2 separate regions of the Mus musculus genome follow, and region 2 is linked to region 1. Evidence: chromatin contacts called from public Hi-C data. All regions are on one chromosome and are shown on one strand. The core of a region is the stretch at or near the end of the contact, and the rest is flanking DNA. Distances in the headings are between cores, read along the strand shown.

Region 1 (2,700 bases), core at 195-2,694:
AACTTCTACTTGTAGGCAATCAAATCCAACAACACATAAGAACTACCAATGGCCCAAAAGAACCATAAACGTATTCACAAACCTAAGAGAGTTAAGATCTGAGAGAGAACAGTTAACCAAGCCGAGGTGCAGAGGTTCAGAAGGTAGGCAGAAACCATGCAGAGAAGCCAAGCAAAGCTTTTACCAAGCGCTGACCAAACCACCACCACCACACTTGGCATTATACAGGGGCAGTAGGGATCCAAAATCGTATCCTGGTGCTGTGAAGCAAGCAATTGACCCATCAATTCGTCTCCCCAAGCCCTTCTATGGAATTGGCCACAACTGTGCTTCTTCAATTGGTTTGGTCTGGTTTGGCTTGGTTTGGTTTATTAAAACAGGGTCTTTGTAGCCCAGGCTGGACTCAAACTCACTATGTAGCTGTATAAGTTCGAGGATAAACTTGAGTTCCTGATCATCCAGGCCCTACCTCCCAACTGCTGAGACCACAGGCATAGCATATAGCACCGCACCCAGTCCATAGGTGCACTTCCTTACACCTTCATAACTGTTTTCATGAAGCCCAGCTTTTCCCACACTCGTGAAGTCTTGAACTATTGCACAGTGCTTGAAGTTTGAGTTGTGCACAAGCAAGAAGTTTAGAGAAGGGATTGGTCATAGAGTGAAGAGAATCAGAGTACAGTCTGCAAGTCATTATGCCAAGCAAACTGAAGGAGTTTAGTCACAACCTCAATTCCACTAATACTCCTTTATTGGTTCTCATCAGAGACAAGGGGAGAACACAGGCAAAATTAAGATAAAAGCTTCTATAACCTCAATCAGTCACCTCTCTTAGGATTTTTCTCCTCCTCCACTTCCCCCCATTTCCTCTGAGGACATGCATTCCCAACCCTTAAGCTGTCCTGAGAGTTATGCACACTCTACCGCCTTACCCCTCTGGCAGTTTCTCTGAGGTAATAGCATCTGGAGCCAAGGCCAACATAAGAGAGGCCACAGGGGCCATTCCCCGGCAGCACTAAAACCCCCAGAATAGCAAGGTGTGTGTGTGGGGTGGGGGGGTGTTCATTTACTCCCTGTAAGTGGGCCTGTGGTGGGCTTTGGGAACCACATCTGTATGATGTCAAATGTGAAAGATGAAAAACAAGGAGACGAGTTTTGCTCAGCCTCCCCTTTCCCACAATTCCTTTCAGAAATGAAGCAGTTAACGCGGCTCTCCTCCTCTTGGCTGGAGCGTTCATGTTTTATTGGCACTGTTTTATCCCTTGAGACAATGGCAGATTGTTTCTGGTGTGCGCAGAAGGATCTTGTTCTGGCAGGCAGGCTTCCAGTCAACAAGCCCCACATCCTCTGCAAGAAGCCAGCATGTGCTTTGTTCCAACCTGACTGTCAAGTAGCTTTTCCCAGTCAGACTCCCAGCCCAGCCTGCCGGTGTCAGCGAGAGCTCTGACAAAACTGAAACCAAAAACACTCAACAGAGTTTCCAACCCATGCAAACCCAAGCCAGCCCGGTCAGGGAAGGAGGTGGCTACTGAAATCCTTCGGCTGAGAGGCTCTTCACAAGCATGCTCTGCTCACATTACCTGCTTAGAAAAAGCCCTCTTCCCCTCAGACCTTTGCCCTGCTTAGCAGCCTTCAAACATCGAGGATTGGGTAATCCTAACTGCAGCACTCGCTCCATCTTGAAGAGCTGCTCTGCCAGCAAGTAGGGAACAAATTTAAAACAATAAAGAACTCCCTACTTTACTTGAAAAGTCCATCACCACAATCAAAACCACCCTACCCATCCACTCACCCACTCAGGCTGTCTCCTCCTGAGCATCCGCTGCACCGTACCTAGGAAGGAGTCACCCAAGATAGCCACCATGAGTTGCTCTCTAGCGATTAAGAAATTAGAACTAAGAAGTACTAAATACCAAGACTTCCATTCAGCTATAGATCAGAAAGCACAAAATATTTGACTTTATTAGATCTTAACTTTTTTTTTCTAACCTGAGCACAGCACGCACGCTATCATAGAAGCGAGGCAGAGGCAGGACGTCTGCAAATTTCAACCCGTGCTGGGTTACAAAACAAGACCTTATCTGAGAAGAAAAAAATATATATATTGTATAGAGACAGAATTTAAAGATAAGGAAACAAACCAATCAAGGTTAAGGGTCTATCAGTGGTTATGTACTAGGGAAATGATAAAGCTGGTTATTAAAACCCATTTTCCAGTGGAGGAAAGACAAGTCTTTCGGTAGCAAAAGGCTCTCTCCGGTACCTTCAGAAGTTTGCATGACACTTCCTAAAGGTGGCTGTGCATCTTTCTTCCCTCTTTGTGTGTAGATGTATGTATTTATGTGTACTCATTGGAGGGTGTATGCGCACATATGTGGGGGAAGCCAGAGGACAACAGCTATCTCCTACATGGCTCTCTACCTTCTTTCAGAGATGGAGTCTTTCACTGGACATGGAATTTATCCATGGGGTGGACTGGTTGCCTAGCAAGCCCAAGCTTGGAAGCCTATCTCTCCCAAACCTCTTGCTTCTTGTAGTTCAAGACCACAACCAGGGTCACCTCGGGTGGATGGTGCCTTGCGTCTCCTCCTTTGCTCAGCTAGATGATACCCTGATGCGGAAGGAAGCTTTTGAGTAGTTAGTTGCTACAGTGAGTTGGGTTAAGGCCTTGGGGAGATGTTAAGATGGAATAAATGCATC
Region 2 (2,700 bases), core at 171-2,670, 850 kb before region 1:
TTCTACTCTATAATCCCTCTGCTCACTGTGCATGCTCAGCCCTCCTCCACCTTGCCATTCATGATTTATAACTCTACACTTGCTTAAGCCTCAAGCTCCACACCCTCCTACTAACTTCACACAAACCCATCTACCCCACAGGCAAGACTGAGTATGCATATATCATCTTCTCTAATTTTCCTCCCACTGCGATTCTGAAACCAGGAAATAGCATCAGATTCTCTTCTGCTGGCACAAGCATGGCCAGCACCATTACCTCCGATATGTCCTTTAACCTCCAGTTCTGCTACCTCATGTATCTCACCAACACCACGATCGTCTCTCATACATCCAAATTCTTAACCAGTTCACTCACTATGCATTTGATCTCGTTCAAATCCATTCTGTTTGTAGCGCTCTTTCTTAAACTATGACCTCTAAAGAGTACAGTTCTTAGTAGCAGCATACCTTTACCTTGTTACAATCCCCCCTCCCCCAAAAAAACAAACAGAACAAAACAACAACAAAATCCACTCCATGGCTATGACTAGCAATGTGTTTATAAGAACAGGCTCAGCTAGCCCCTGTTGCCTGATATCTGTAACTCATTTACCATCAAATTCAGACCTAAACACACTTTCTCTGGTTCCTCTGGTTCCTTGAAATGATCACATACTTTTCTGTATTGGTTCTTGGCAAATTAGACACCTTTTCTGTTAATATGATTATTCATTTATTATCATTATTATTTTTTTCATCTTAGAAACCTCCCTGCCAGAAGTATTGCCTGAACCTCAAACTTGGGACTTTCATATCATCATGAAAGTAACACTATTTTATACTTCATTCTATTTATTCAAATTGTGTCTGCAAAACCCCAGAAAAAAGCATGCATACATATATATATATATATATATGGGTATAACCAAAGTCCAGCAGCCTGATTGTGAGGCATATAGTAGACAAGACATTGGCATCAAATAGTTGAAAATTTCAAGCCTGATGTCTCAAATATGAATTTTACTACTATTATATGACTTAATTATCTAAAGGATAAAAATAACACAAATGCCAAAATCTAAGGCTATTTTGGAGGAGTTTCAAATGAACTCATAAATTTTTAGTTGTCTATCATTATTAATTCAAAAAGGCTACATACAAAGTGGTGGGCAGTTGTTTCATTTCAGAGTTTACCAAAAGCCAAACTAGTGACAACAAAGATCTTCTCTGTCATAATCTGGGATTTCAATAGAAATAAGAAAGCAGGTTAAATTAAAATTTAAAACGTTTCTGAAGTTTGATTGTATTAACACGTTACTCCATTTTGTCATTCCTACTCAGACTCTGCCTGTAACAACGGCCTTCCAGCTTGGAAAGACAGAACAGATTGGCTGCCAGTTGAGTGGAACACAGCTTGACCTATTCTTAGCCACTTGGCAGAAGCAGGGATATCTGTGTGGTTACCATGGCACTGGAGCTGCTTGACTGGATGGTTAGAGTTACCTACCCAAGCAAACGATGAAAAGGATCTGAGTCGAGCCCCTACAGAGTCCCTCATATCAGCAAACTACAGCAAATCCTGCCATGTATCAGGCCTGGTAAATCCTTGTCAAAGCAGCACATTACAGTGAGGAACTGGAAAAGTACATTCTAAGTAAAGGATGCTATTGCATTTGACCTAATGGTTATGTCATATCCATTTATATCGTGTTGATTAATGAAGGCAAATGGATTTTCATTGCTTTTTTCCTCAGTTGTCTACATCTGGAGCGTAAAATAGATGTAGAACTATGGGTACAGATATGGGTGCAGATATGGGTACAGATATGCAGATTGCTTCTTTTATCAATTTGCCTAAACTATCATATAGTCTCCTAATGTGCTTTGCCTACACATGCTACTTTATGCTAATATTTCTATTAAAGTGATTAACTTTCAAAAGCTTTACTCCTGAGAATTCACACTTATTCTTCATTTATTACAAAAACAAGGAAATAGCTTAAAAAATATCCAATACAGAGTTTCCTGGAAATTTTATTAACAGCAGTTTCTAAGTATTTTACTTTTTTAAAAATTTAGTCTAGGGCTTAATTTAGTCAGGCTAAAGTTATTATGAGTTTCCTTCAATAAAGCATAAATGTAAAGAAAATCTACAAATGCATAGCTAGAAATTAAATATATATACTTCAGATTCTTTTAGAACAACTCATTCGTGCCACTTAGTATGTAACAGATAGTTTCATCACATAAGTTTCTGAACTTTCACAAATAATTTCTTCTACTCACACACCAAATGTAACTGTTTCATAGGACTTTACAACTCCATCCTGGTCCATGCACTTCATCATTGTCCACAAGCCAGATATGAATGATTGTTGTTCACTCTAGTGCCATCCTCATGTTTAGAAGAGATGCGCACCAAACACTGATTCAATGCCAAAGGTGTTGGTAAACAGGTCCACTCAGTAAGTGACAATAGTGACTGAGAGCTCTTGCTGTTTTACTGCAAACAGACCATCAGATCGAGTTCAGTTCACATAAAAAACTTACCTCAAGCAAATCATGATGGCTGGCGGCCTTGGTAAACATGTAAATGAACTTGATAGCCCTCTCTGCTTAGAAAGTTCATGGTAACTACTCTCCTACCTACTTTATTTGTCTGGGATTGAAATGTCAAGAACTTTCCAATGGAGCCATTAGCTCCTAAACTACTAACTCAGC

The links. Hi-C and Micro-C count contacts between places; a contact is called where the count stands out from the background.
Region 2: a Hi-C map of cerebellum shows a contact between it and region 1, with 1.7 times the contacts expected there. The contact joins two enhancer-like sites. A contact is called at or near these places in 2 of 484 Hi-C or Micro-C datasets (adipose-derived mesenchymal stem cells and cerebellum) and 1 of 115 datasets of contacts at active chromatin or transcription factors (astrocytes).

Annotation. Positions count from the first base shown.
Region 1 is chr14:105,327,380-105,330,079 of GRCm38.p6, reverse strand. No RefSeq gene overlaps it. Among named protein-coding and RNA genes, the nearest start is that of Gm24207, 52 kb to the right of the region's middle. Within about 2 kb of position 1,444, at least 217 of the 459 cell types and tissues checked have an H3K27ac peak or open chromatin away from gene starts, as enhancers often do. A contact at or near this core is called in cerebellum, where this site is marked.
Region 2 is chr14:106,175,806-106,178,505 of GRCm38.p6, reverse strand. No RefSeq gene overlaps it. Among named protein-coding and RNA genes, the nearest start is that of Trim52, 71 kb to the right of the region's middle. Within about 2 kb of position 1,420, at least 18 of the 459 cell types and tissues checked have an H3K27ac peak or open chromatin away from gene starts, as enhancers often do. A contact at or near this core is called in cerebellum, where this site is marked.